3 separate regions of the Mus musculus genome follow, and regions 2 and 3 are each linked to region 1. A link is a contact called in public Hi-C data. All regions are on one chromosome and are shown on one strand. Each heading gives the region's core, a stretch centred on a gene start, on an enhancer-like site or on the middle of the called end of the contact. The rest is flanking DNA. Distances are from core to core; before and after follow the strand shown.

Region 1 (4,559 bases), core at 1,535-4,034:
TAGGAAAATGAATTTTCCTGAACTCCAATGTCAATTGAAAGGTCAAGGTTGTGTTGTTCGATTTATGACCAGAATTTTCCATGAATCTGCCTGTCCAGAGCTAGCTGCTTCTCCGGTTCCTCTGTGCCTTTCCATGTGGATGGGTTTGAACTAAATTAATCAGAAACAAAGGCCACTTCTGATGTGGCTCTATTGTATTGGGGCGTCTGGTGCTGCTCTAGAACGCCTGACATTAGACTTCTCACATACACAGCCAAACCTGATGAGTTATATTTACCTGTGTTCTCAGAGGGCAGGCATCCCAGTGCATGTAAATAATACATGTATTGGCTGGGATTCTTTTTTTAAGTCCTCAATTCCAAGTGCTGGTAAGAAGTTCAACTTTTGACCCTTATGTCATATCTTCCTGAAAAATGATTATTTTTTTCTGATGGATTTAGGATATGAAAGAAACCAGGAATAGAATCTTCAGTCAAACTCTTTCCAGGAATGAGGGCACCTCCTTCAACCACAGACTTGTTCCTGAGTTTAGCAATGCAAAGTTCATTTGACATAATTAGTCAAACATTGCTTTTTAATATTTTATGTTACTTTTTTAAGATTTATTTTTTTAAAGTGTGTGTGTGTGTGTGTGTGTGTGTGTGTGTGTGTGTGTGTGTGTGTGTGTGTGTGTGTGTATACTTGTTCCTGCAGAGGCCAGAAGAGGGACTTCCTGGAACTGGAGTTACAGACGGATTGGAGTGCCAAGAACCCTTTAGACGTGCAATGCCTGCAATTAACCACTAAGCCATCATTCTAACCCTAAAAACTTGCTATTTTTTTTAATAAAAAGTGGTTTAAAAAATTAATAAAAATTTGCTAAAACAGTTTGGTAGGACTAAAAACAAGCAAAATCCTTCCATTGATTGTGAGCTGTGGGAAAAAAAAAGATTGCCTTCTTAATCGTTTAATATATAATTATAACTATAGCCTCATTACTGCACAGACCTCTTCTAAAACTTCCAAAAATAACTAAGTTCCAGGGGAATTTATGTGGCCTTGAAATTCCACAGACAGAAGAGCCTGAAGGTCCATTACTGACAAAGAATGCCAAGTGATCTTGTCCCTGCCTTTTAAAAGAGAATGTGCCAGCATGCTGTGGTATGAAGATATCATTTACTTCCAGAAAGGACACCTCTCCCCTCCCTTTCCCCTCAGCCATTTTCTCCTTCCCTCTACCTCTTTCCAACCTTTCAGACCTGTGTATTGAGTGTGTAGTTTGTGCCAGACATTGTGACAGGCACAGAGAAAGCACCCAGTCCTTGCAGAGACAGACAGGGTAAAGCTAGAAGCTGGAGGTGCTGTGGCTGAGCCACCCAGAAGATGGTGCTAAATTCTAGTTACTCCCTTCAGATGCAACCTGAGAGGTAGCAGGTGCCTCGGTTAGTAACTTGACTGGACTGAGATGCACCCAGAGAGGAGCAAAGGGCAGACCTGAGTGTGGGCAGCAGGCTGAGGGCCTAGGAGCAATAAAAGGGGGAAAAGAAGGGATCAAATGCAGCCATGTGTGCTCATGTGCATAGTTAATTTTTATTACATCTATTTACGTAATTTGCGTATATGAATGGGCACATGTGCCTGTGGGATTGCTTCTCTCCTTCCACCACATGGGCTCTGGGGATGAAAGTCATATGTATAAGCTCACCTTTCTCTCTCCTTTCTCCCAGGCCATGCCATCCCTTCCCAACAGGTTTACAGCCTCTGAATGCAGCATAAATCCTCCCTCTCTTAATTTGTGTCTGCCCAATGTTTTGTCACTGGCAGGAAATGCTGAGTCATGCAAAGGGGAAGACAGAGAAAACTGCTTCCGACCCATACAGAGCAGCATCTCCTCCTTGCATTACTGACAGAAGAAGTAACTGCAAGACAGTCTGATGGAAGGAAGGCCATAAAGAGCAACAGGGATGAAAGAGAGAAGAAACCCCAAAATACCTAGGGACAGTCTCCAGTTTCCGTCCCAAAGGAACTCACAGAAAGGCTAGTTTGGGGGATCTCACTGGTGCCCACCATCCTCACCCTCCCCAAGGTGAAACAGTCACATTGACTCTTGTGCCAAATGGCTGCAATGCCTGCTTTATGTTTCTGGCAGGCTTGGACGACTAACTGTTTCATGCCAGTGCTCTACCCCTAGTCCAGACAGTCTAGACAATGAGCTCTCATTTTTGAAAGTTTTTTCTTCCTATATAAGAATCAAATCCTTCCTGCAGTGGCAGTCACAGACATGGTCTTCAGCTCTATCCTTTAATACAACCCCAGCTATGAGGAAGGGCTTCCCCAGGGACACAGAGACTGTAGCTTTAGGCAAAAAGAAAAACCTCCATCTCACAAAACACAAAATCTCTCCCAACATATTCTGTCAAAAAAGCTCTGATATTGTGTCTAATATTAAGCCTTGTAAAATCCGCATCACAGACTCCTACAAGCACCACTGCTGGTTTATTTTCAATGAAACCTCAGATTCTTATCCAGGTGCCTGCTTCAATTTTCAGGTGTTTACGCACACACACACCCACACCCACACCCACACACACACACACACACACACACACCCTGCTCCCCAGCACACTCTTGCTGCTAACAAAATGAAACTGTATCAGACACCATTGTCTTTGAAAATTAAGAAAAACAAGTGATTGGCTATAGAGAGCAGAGGCTGGAACAGAAGGCAGAATGAAAGCCAGCTTAGCCTGTCTGCATCCACTGTAGGCCCTCTGCTGTGTGGGCACAGAAGAGAGAAGGAGTCCTGCTTTACTGTTTCCTTCAGAGAGTCTGGAAGCGCCTCACAGTGCACAGCATGGGTGATACATTCCATTCTATAGCACAATGGAGAAGCCATGGAGACAGGCTTTCCTTTCCAGTTCCCACAACCCTCAGACCACTTGGAAAGTAGAGACTGAATCTCAAAGGTGGAATGCTGATCACTGGGGTGGGCACTACTCTTTCTTTCTCTCTTCCCTCCAACTCCTCCCTGAAAGCTCAGGCCAGTGGTCCATCTTAGGATGCACTCAGAATGATAAGCCCAAGGTCAAGGCCAGCCAGTGCAGTGAGAATCAATTACTTTCCCCAGCCTATAAATCAGAGCTCCCACCTCCACCTCTCAGAGGATGGCAGAGGGTGTGGAGGGCAAGAGAAGCATCCAGGCAACACCAGGTCAAAGCCAAGGCCAGGCATGATGACCTACAGTCACTTCCATCCAAACATGCATCTGTTTCCAGACAAGAACCTGCTCCTGGAAGAGCCACAGTAGGACATGATGCATTCCTGCAGTAAGGGAATCATGGGTTCTATTTACAATTCTGGAGCAATCTACTAAAATGGCATCAGACTCCCAACTGTGCTCCAACAGTACCAGACAACAACGTTGAGAGGCATCTTCCCAGAATTCTTCATTTCCAGCAGTGTGTAGCTTTATAGTTAGAGTTGGACATATGCTGCGTTTCCCCCCCCCCTCCTGGACACATTGGCCAATGCTCCGAATTCTTAGATATCAAAATGGGGGATGATAAACAAAGTAAAGGAGAGGAATGGTTTGGGGTGTACAATAGGTAAAACATTAGCAGATGAGAGACCAGAAGGTTGTGTAACCACAAAGTAAGCTGTGCTAGAAAAGGTCTGTTTTGAGTCCAAAAAAGAAATTTCGCACCCAATGGATCTTACTTAGTGAGGGAGGTACATAGAAGTTAGGCAAGCTAAGGCTGCAAAGACCTCATAAAGAGAAGGAATCGACACTCAGCTGGAGTCCTCCCAAGAAGGAAGGAGATATCTCCTCAACTGGGGAGGTGAGGACACTCCAGGCTCCTGGTTGCCCTGGTGACCAGAACACTCTTCACATGATAATGGCTTAGAAATGAACACAATCACTTGGACATGAAATAAACAGTGAACTTTGGAGTGAAAGACGGCCGGCCATGAGAGCTCCACACAGGAAGAGTTGAGGATGTGGAGTCTGGGTGGAAGTCATTAGGCATCATGGTATGGACAGTGTTGAGTACTGGGAGAAGTATTATGAGCCTGACAGGTAAGGGACAGGCTAATGATAGCTAATGCCTTTGACAAGTAATATGTCTGCCATTTCTCTTTCTGGCATGCTGTAGCCTACAAAGTCTAAATTAAGTGTTAATGAGCCCATATTGATCTCCCTGATCCCTTCTGCCTTCAGCATGAGGAAGGCAGGCTGACTGGGGAGACTCAGTTGGGATTCAGTCTTTGGATGTGGGCATCTCCCTGGGTGATCATGGCCACTCTGCCTTCCCTCCTGCTGTCCACACCAGACCAAGTTCATGGAGGCAACCTCAAAGACTCTGCTGTTCAGTGCTCAGTGAACTGCCTGGGACATAGCACCCAGATAGTTCAACGCTCATCTTGATGATTGTAGTGAAAGCAGCATTTCATGGATGTGATCAACACCTATGAACTCTTGACATAAGCAAACAACCTTCAGGAATGGGGAGGAGCCTGGTCTTCTGAGCTGAAAGCCTTTACAGCAAAGATGGATTTCCTGGAGATAAAGGAAAGTTGTC
Region 2 (4,559 bases), core at 882-3,381, 390 kb after region 1:
AACTAAGCCTGTGGGCATATAGGTGCTGGCTCCCAGGGTTAACAGGGAGAAAGGAGGAAAGAGAACAGATAAAACTCCACCCTCCCCATGGTGAGGAGAGACAATGAGCTATCATCCAAGTGAAGCCTGGGTATGTCTCACATTGCTATGTAAGAAACTCGACAGAGACCCCACCTGGACAACAGTAGAGCTAGCCCTGGAGGTGTAGGTGTGGATGAGCCTGCCCGAAGGGCAGGAGAGCAGGAGAGCTGACCCTGCCTGTTGCTGATGGCAGCAGTGCGTGTCCTAGCCAGAGCAGTGCTGGAGAGCTCACCCTGGTGGTGGGGGTAAAGGAAAGCTAGCACACTGACCAGCTACCACCCAGACCCAGATCCGGGGCTCTGAAATGACCCACGCCAAAATCTATATCATCTGTAAATGGTTGGGATATGTGAAAGGGCCGGTCCTGCTCTTCCAAAGCTGCAAGATCTCCATGACACTGGGCAACAACAGGATAACCAGGAGGACTCCCAGTGAGGACCCAATGTTGATGGTGTCACAGCAGCCAGAGATCTCGAACCAGACTAATGACTCATTGCGATGAACATTCATTCACAAGTGAAGATGTGTGGACAAAGGGACATACTGTAGGACACACTGTGACACATGACAGCCTCCATGAGATGTTTTCTATGCTTTGTTTTTATTGTGGCTGCTGGTGGTGGTGTGTGCATGTATGTGTGTATTTATTTGAGGGGCAGTTTGCAAGGATAAAGGGTGGATATGAGGGTACAGGGAGATTAGTGGGACTGGGGTACATGATGTGAAAAAAGCTGGGAGGGAGGGAGGGAGGGAAGGGAAGGGAAGGGAAGGGAAGGGAAGGGAAGGGAAGGGAAGGGAAGGGAAGGAGGGAGGGAGGGAGGGAGGGAGGGAAGGAAGGAAGGAAGGAAGGAAGGAAGGAAGGAAGGAAGGAAGGAAGGAAGGAAGGAAAGAAGCAAGCAAGCAAGCAAGCAGAGGTAGGGAGAAGGCTGTAGGGTGTGCTTGGGATTGGGAGAGAGTAGTTGAGAACGCTTTATGGAGATGTGGGAATCAGACAGCAGCCCAGCGAGATGTGAAGATGCTCAGGCAGTGAAGAAGTGCTTCCCGCACTGAGAAATGGACTTGACCTCCAGAGTCACGTAAAAAATCTGGATGTGGTGGCGCTTGCTTGACCCAATCCCAGGGCCACGAGAGACAAGCAGATCTCTGGGACTCTCTGACTAGCTAGTTCAACCTTCTTGACAGGCTTCAGGCCAAGGAGGGACCCAGCTCCACCGAAGCAGATAGTGTCTAAGGAACAGCACCTGAGGTTTTCCTTGGCCTTCACATGCATGTGAACACATGTGCACCTGCACATACCTGAACATGAGTACACACATACATGCACACAAAGGCAGCAAGTGAGGGGAATAATCACACTGGTGTCTGCTTGCCACCCTCAATCTCTCCTGGCACAGTGCCACACACAAAACAGCTGAAGAAGCAACCAGGTTAGCCATCTTGAGAAACAGCATTCTTGACCAAAAGAACAGCATGTGCCAGGGTCCTGAGGCTGAAGGTTGTGAGAAATAATTGAATTGCAAAGCAGCCGATCCTCAGGACTGACTGGTGCTGAGAACTTAAGTGCAGGATCCCGGGGTGGGGGTCACTCTAAGCCTGCAGGACCCCAGGGTAGGGGTCACTCTAAGCCTGCAGGATCCTGGGGGGGTCACTCTAAACCTGCAAGATCCCGGGGTAAGGCTCACTTTAAACTGCAGGATCCCGGGGTGGGGATCACTCTAAGCCTGCAGGATCCAGGGGGTGGGGCTCACTCTAAGCCTGCAGGATCCAGGAGGTGAGGCTCACTCTAAGCTACACTGCCAACATGTGGTGGTGGCCAGTACTCTAGATCATTCTGTCCTCTGTGTCCCCCATGTGAAATCCTGGAATCCAACTTCCCCTCTGCCCCTGAGGGCTGACTTCCCTCCCTAGCGTGAAGGGGTGGTGGGGGCTGTCACTCATTCGCATCTGCCTGCCATTCTAAATGACAGAGAATGGGAGTTGCTCACTGCATTTGCTGGTAATGGGGTAGACTCACAGCATATCAGATGCTCACAATGAAAACACATTTCCCTGTCTGGAAAGCAAGCTCACGCCTACAGACCCTGGCACTGAACATGACTTCAATGGGCGCTGTGTCAGGAATAGGAGCCTGGGAGCTCCTACCATTTCATGCTCACCTCAGAGCCGGCTCCCTCCCACCCTGTCGGTCAGTCTATTCCTTAGAAAACTCATTCTGAGCACTGTGGGCTCCCTCCCGTGCAGGGCATGCTTGCTCCCTTCTCCCTGCTCGGCTCTTGATTAAAGGCCTGGTGTGATATTTGTAGTTACCAAACATCAATATTTGGCCTGGATTTGTGAGATTGAAATGCAGAGAGGAAGAAGTCTGCCTGTGTCTGAAAGGGGGAAGTTCTGATCGGACAGACCGAACTCCTGATTAGGGGCACTGAGGGCAAAACGGGGCCCTGTGGGCTCTGTGTAGCTGGTAGCAGAGCTCAGAACCCTGCATTTCATCAAGAAAGCAGCTTCTGCCAGAGGGGAGGAGACAGGGAGAGCCCCGGCCAGGCTGAATGAGCCTGTAGCCACTTTCTTTAAGGGGCTCAGATGAGAGTAGAGTTGTTGATAACAGTAAAGGTAATGGTTGGTAAGAAGATGTAGACTCCCGGGGCCTTGCTCCTCAGACAGCTCAGATGTGTTAGATTACATTGGTAAGTGATGCCTCATTTAACAAGGGAGTTAACTCTCCCAGTGCCCTTTCCTAAGACTCTACCTTACCAACTCATCCTCATAGCAGTCTTCCTCACCAGCTGCTTTACTGAGGAGAATATGCACTGAGAGGCCTAGTCGCTGGCGCAAGCTCACACAGCCAGAAAGCTGCAGAGCTGGGAGTCTGCTCTGGGAACGTTCTGGTTCCCAGAACAGCAATCCTCTTCCTCTTTATCCTAGGGTTATCGCAGAATGCTCATCTCTCTGGAAGAGCCTGACTCACAAATCCCAAGGTGCACTGTGCATAGGTAAGACTCCCTCAGTCCTGAAACAAAGATCTCATTCATTGAAGTCCTTTAAAACAATGCATCTTCCCTGCGAGTCTAGCAGCAGTAACCACCCTAGCCACTAGAAGGCGCTATAATGACTCTAAATGTCCCACGCCTTATGTCTTGAACATTTGGTCCCCAGCCGGCAGTGGTGCAGTTCTGGAAGCTTGTAGAACATAGAGGAGGTGGAGCCTTACTGGAGAAAGTTAAGTCCTTAGAAGAGGGAGAAACTTAAGGGTTTTTTTGTTTGTTTGTTTGGCTTTTTATTTTAAGTCCTGCCCCATTTGCTGTTCTTTCCCTGTGAACCATGTGACCAGCTGCTTCTCAAGTCTTGGCTGCCAGGATAGATGTATCCCTTGAACTTTGAGCCAGAATAAACCCTCCCCAGCTCAGACTGCTTCTCAGCAGGTATTTTGCCTCCTGCAGTAGGAGGAGTTACGTGTGGAAAGCCTCCTCCCCCCCCACCCCACCCCCATAGCATTGTTTCAGGAAGTCAGCCGCAGTTTCTGGCTACTCTCTGCTTCCTGTCTGCTACAGATCTTTCCTGCCTTAGGGCGAACCCAGCCATGACGGAAACCCTCTGAAACAATGAGCCAATGTTTGGCTCCCAGACATTCTTTTTTGTCAGATTGCTCACTTGGTCACAGCCCTACAAAAGCATGAGTAGATCACTAGAGGGCGTAATCCAATTCTGCCACTAAGTGTCACTCAGCAGTTAACAGAGGCTAGTGATGCCTGTGGGAAGAAGTCCCCTATGGAAGATAAGGGCAAATCCCACAGCGTGAAAGGGCTCATTTGCATGAAGATCCCGAACGACTCAGTCTCTTTAGCATCAGCACCGGAAAGAGAGGTGATTGCTGGGGTTACAGTAGGAAGACTGGGGATGGGGCAGGGGATGGGGCAGGGCTTCTGTGGAATTGCTAATCAATAGGATTGATTGTTTACACCAGTAGCAAGCATTTACTGAGTGATAATTCTTACCTACACTGTCAGAGAAAGACTGCTTTACAGTCTAACACTGCTAGTCGTGAAAACCTATCAATCTGAACATGTCTCCACTGGGCATAGACATCCTCAGAGGTTCAGGGGGATGGCTAAATGGGTTTACCCTTTTATCAGGCAGAGGTAAGACAGCAACTGCAAGGATGGTCACCAGGACAGCAGACTGGAGCCCCTCCCCCCACGAGCCTGGCTTGCTTTAATCAGAACAGTGTGCACAAAATCATGTGTGGCATTTGAAGGGGCAGATTTGATGCTGCCGGGTCTCCGCGCCTCGAGTATCTGCTTTGTCCTTCTGTTCCTAATGCTTTTATCTCGTGCGTGCAGCAGTGCTCCGCAAAGCTGGGGGCTCTGAAAGGTGTGTTAGCAATGAGAGGCACGGCTCGCCCAGAAGCCCGGGGGACTGAGCAGTGACCCTACAGCACCGCCATTTCCCAAGAGGGGCAAGGATTCCTCCAAGTCCCCGGA
Region 3 (4,559 bases), core at 1,082-3,581, 260 kb after region 1:
ATGTTTGAGTCCTTGCTTAAAATTCTATGTGTCTGTATACAGGAGCAGAATGCAGTGTTTGCTTTTGTTTTCTGATTTATTCCACTGTTAGATCCTCAAAGGAAGATGTTTTATCTTGTTTACCAAGCTACCTCTAGTGCTTGAAGTGCCCAACTCTCTTAGTTGGCCAGGGTCCTGGGATTCAAAAGATATGGGACTTGTTCTAATAAAACTTTGCACACTCTAGTATTGTAGCACACGGTCTCTGCAAAAACGAGTCTTTATCAGATCAGCTGTTCTTGCCTGTAAGAGTCAGTCAGGAGCAGGTCAGTGAGCTATTGAGAGTCACCCAGAGGAGAATGTGGAAAGAGTCAATAGACTCTCACCTGAGAGTCCAGCCACTCCTCCAGCCCTAATTAAATGCAGATCTTGGTAGATGCTAGAGTTCATAGACTAAGGAAGTTTCATTGGATAGAGTATCACCTATCAGCCTATAAGAAAACCATCACCCATGCTGGATGAAGACTTTCCAAATCAGTTGCTTTGGGGTTACCCAGCCATAAGTCCTCATTCACGATACATAAGTAAACACAAAGAAGATATGCTTGCCTTGCTAGAAGGGACAAGGTTCAGACCAGAAGATACCTGCTGGTGAGAAGGGGCAATCATCACATTTGTAAGAGAATCAGAATGCAGAAATCACCTCAGCACTCTAAAGGCAGATGTGATGGAAGTTGGCAGGAGAGCTTCATTTCTGCCTAAAGAGAGACCCAGAGTACAGTTGGGGGGGGTCTCTATGAGCAACATGCTTGCCATGCAGGCATGAGGATTTGGATTTGGAGCTCTAAAACACATCTGTAATTCTGACCTGAGGACAGGACAACAGGCAGAGCCCTGAAGCTACTAGATAGCCTAGCCAATGGTGATCCCCAGGTTCAGTGAGTGATCCTGTCTCAAAAAGTCAGATGGAGGATGGCTGAGGAGACACTGATGTCAATCACTGGCCCTCAGCAGCATACCATAAACCCACATCATGTACACACACACACACACACACACACACACACACATACACACACATACATAATCATGTACACATACACACATAAACACTAACACCAACACACATACACACACATACATAATCATGTACACACACACACATACACACTAACAGCAACACACATACACAGTGAATGAAGGAACTAATGAATCAGTGAGAGACACAATCAGTGCTTGACAGTGGTGGCCAAGGGCATCTCCTACTTAATCGCTGAATACAGATTGAGTTATGCTGAGGCCATTGCGCAGTGGTACAGTGTTAGCCTAGCTCGCAGGAGGCCTGAGTTCTACCCCAAGTGTATACGGTTTTTTTAAAAAGAGAAAGGAGTGAGATCCAGAAGTTGGTAATGAAGCCCTGAGCTTGAGGTTCAGATCAAAACCCAAGAGTCTGTGTACATCCTGATGCCACTGTGTGACATTTCAGGGAAAGCCCATAACCTGGGTGGAAGAGGGTTATGTGGGTGGCCTTGAGTGTCCCACAATAGTAAGATACAGGGAGGCATGCTCTCAAAGGCAGAAGCATCAGGGATCCAGTGAACCAGAACAAAGGAATCACACTGTGGGCAAATAGCATTTGTGTTTACAGACACCCTCAGGATCGCATGGACTATCCTAGAATACCGCAGGTAAATTTGAATATTCTAAGGTAAACCTTAACATCTTACATAAGGATGTCAGATGAGGGTAACCATGCAGATGCTGCCAAAGATAGGTATGAAAGAGAAAGAGAGGAAAGAACCCCTTCAACACAGCCCACGCTGCTCCTATCCCCATTCCGTGTAGGTAGAGGTGGGGCCCTGTAGGCAAAAGGAGTTTGCTGAGTGCTGGGGCTTCATTCACAGTGAGCTGTGGCTGACGACTTCTGCCATTGCAACCCACTGCTCACATGTACCCTGCTAGCTCTTCCCTGCTGGATGTGCAGAACATCCAAGCGGAGTCAAGGTTAAAGTTCCCTGAAGAGTTAGCAGCACTTTTCCCAACATGGAGCATGAAGATGCGCTAGGCAGTGGTGTGTCCCTAACCTTCCTCCACCATGTCCCCAAAGCAAAGGCTCTGAGTGAGACAAGATGTCCGATTTCCCATTCCCTGTTGCCCGTGACACCCGACACCTTGGAGCTGCTTCTTCTCCTTTCTGTATTAGTGATGAGCATCAGCACCACCATACTCAGAAGCTTTCCTATCCTGGATCTTAATTTTGAACATTTTCAGTTTCCATGGAGATATTACATTCTTGCATTCGACGAGTGTCACTGTACAACAACGTGAAACAAAAAAAAACCTCCACAGAAATGGCTCACTCTGGACCTCACCAAGCAACACCTCCATCAGCAGATGGGACCACTGTGCCATGCTCCAGGGTTAATTGCTAAGGCTAAGTTGTATTCTTTCTTTCCCAATCTAAAAGACACTTTGCATGCCCAACCTGTGGGCCCAGCACACATTCACAAGAGCATCTCTGGGCCTTGCTATTTCAATTACTGGACTGCTGTGATAATAGAGTCAGGAGGTAACTATGGCAACATTATTCCAAGGATAAATACCACAATATAGCCTTCAACTCCCCCACACACAAAGAAAATGAAGAATTGAGAACATGTAAGACTAATAGCATCACTTGTTAAGAAGCCAGTGAACAGCAGGGTTCAGGAATCTGTAATGAGTGAACCTTTCCCTGGCTCAGCCTCCCGCTACCCCGAACCACTACACAGCAGGCACACGTAGGCAGGCAGTGTCTGGACTCAGGAATGCTGAATTCGGGCCCCAACAGACACATAAAGCTGGGTGTCAGGAAGTTCAGGAGATATTTTCCCAGGAGGTCAGTGCTGTGGGCAGGTCTGAGGGCTAAGCAGCCACAGAAGGATCAGTTGTCGTGACTCTATACCAGAGGATAGAGAGACCCAGCGTTATGAGACCAGGCTATCTGGAGATAGAGCACCTTCACTCCATAGCTGGCAAGGTTTCCTTGGTGTTGACATTTCTCAGCTTAGGGGAAAGAGTTTGGGGAGGTACGGGTATGACTAACATAGTGGCCAAAATATAGACCTGGAAGACAGACAGGCAAGTTACAAGTTCTACTGCTCTATGACCTCCAGAAAGGCCCCTGGCCTCTCTGAACCTCTGTTGTTACCATGTTAAGATAACATGGTATATATAGGTGGAATGTTCATTGTCCCTCACAGTGCCTGTGCCTGGCAGGGACTAAACACCTCGAGTCTTAGCCATGTGGGTGAGAAGAGACCAGTGTGGCTGCCTGAAAGGCTGGCCCATGTGCCATGCTGAATCCTGGCAAGACTCATCACCGGACTTCACGGGGTTTCCGTGATTCACAGACTAAGGTAGACGCTTCTTGGTGGCAATAAGTAATGGAGAACAAATTGAGAAAATTAGTTATCAATTAGTCATCCGATGGTTGGGAAGGCAGGCAGCAGGCACAAGTGGGGCCAGATTAGTTAAGCCACGATAAATTTTATTGCTCTACAAGGAATGAGTCTTTATCAATTACTTTTCAAATTTGTCTTTATTATAAAGCCTAGGACATGAGACGAGGCCTCTATCTTGAAGGAGGATTATTTAAAAAAGAAAAAGAAAAAAGCAGCCAGGAGATGTGGAAGCTAAGACAAACTTCACAGCAAAGATGTTCTCTGGTGAGGCCATTTCTGAGTGAGCAGGGTAGCAAGGGTTAGTGTTTGCTCACTGCTATCTCTATAGGTTTTCTGGTTTTCTTGCTAATTGATTAGCACACCATGCTATGTCCACATGGCATTAAACATGGTCCATCCTCTGTGGGAGGTAACTGGCCTTCATGTGCTTACCTGGGATGTGTTAGAAGTAGTCTCACAGGGATGACAGGATGAAGGCTCATGGAATCTTCTAGACTTCCCATCCTGAAACTACCACCTGTGTTTGTATTTTTCTCCCATACCCCTATACATAGCACATTGATAAAGCAAGAACCTACTTAAAACTTGTCATGATTTTCCATTGCATTCGGTATGAATTCCTAGCTACCAGGGCAGTTTCTGGGGCTTTCCAAACACTAGCACCTTCCTGCTAAGGTTTTGGTTGTTCTTTACTTGTTGTGATTCTTTGAGCCAGGGTCTCATGAGCCCAGGCTGGCCTTGAACTCACTATGTATCTCAGACCAACCTTGAAGTCCTACTTTTCCTAGCTCTACCTCCCAAATGCTAGATGAATTACAGGTCTATGTCACCACCCTGACTCCTGTCTAACCCTTGATTTTATATCCTTCTACTCTCTCCTCTTCATTATGCTCTTAAGCTCTAAAATAAACATGGATGGAAGTTGATAACATAGATGCTCAGTGGAAAATGCTCTTTTCTGGTCAACAAACTCTTTCAAGTCACAGGCTGTCAGGAGAAGCCACTAATTTAAATCTACATGATACCCACATCAGACAAGTTAATATGAGCATCATGGCTAAACTATTTCTTGTCCCTAATGTTAAATTAGTGTTGGCTCTTAGTATCAGAGAGTAGGTGGTGTCTTAGTTGATGGTA

Evidence for each region. Hi-C and Micro-C count contacts between places; a contact is called where the count stands out from the background.
Region 2: a contact with region 1 is called in a Hi-C map of cerebral cortex, with 3 times the contacts expected there. The contact joins two enhancer-like sites. A contact is called at or near these places in 6 of 484 Hi-C or Micro-C datasets (cerebellar granule neurons, cerebellum, cerebral cortex and 3 more) and 2 of 115 datasets of contacts at active chromatin or transcription factors (SST interneurons and embryonic basal ganglia).
Region 3: a Hi-C map of cortical neurons shows a contact between it and region 1, with 2.4 times the contacts expected there. The contact joins two enhancer-like sites. A contact is called at or near these places in 2 of 15 datasets of contacts at CTCF or cohesin (both in embryonic stem cells), 29 of 484 Hi-C or Micro-C datasets (the AtT-20 cell line, cerebral cortex, cortical neurons and 3 more) and 2 of 115 datasets of contacts at active chromatin or transcription factors (embryonic stem cells and neural progenitor cells).

The regions. Positions count from the first base shown.
Region 1 is chr16:5,925,441-5,929,999 of GRCm38.p6, reverse strand. Gm52234 (a long non-coding RNA gene) reads left to right here. Exons shown (of 3, transcript XR_003951860.1): 3 at 1-671. It also overlaps a transcript of Rbfox1 not described here. Among named protein-coding and RNA genes, the nearest start is that of Gm52234, 18 kb to the left of the region's middle. Within about 2 kb of position 2,784, at least 31 of the 459 cell types and tissues checked have an H3K27ac peak or open chromatin away from gene starts, as enhancers often do. A contact at or near this core is called in cerebral cortex and cortical neurons, where this site is marked.
Region 2 is chr16:5,536,598-5,541,156 of GRCm38.p6, reverse strand. No RefSeq gene overlaps it. Among named protein-coding and RNA genes, the nearest start is that of Gm41416, 55 kb to the right of the region's middle. Within about 2 kb of position 2,131, at least 12 of the 459 cell types and tissues checked have an H3K27ac peak or open chromatin away from gene starts, as enhancers often do. A contact at or near this core is called in cerebral cortex and cortical neurons, where this site is marked.
Region 3 is chr16:5,666,748-5,671,306 of GRCm38.p6, reverse strand. No RefSeq gene overlaps it. Among named protein-coding and RNA genes, the nearest start is that of Gm41416, 190 kb to the right of the region's middle. Within about 2 kb of position 2,331, at least 9 of the 459 cell types and tissues checked have an H3K27ac peak or open chromatin away from gene starts, as enhancers often do. A contact at or near this core is called in cortical neurons, where this site is marked.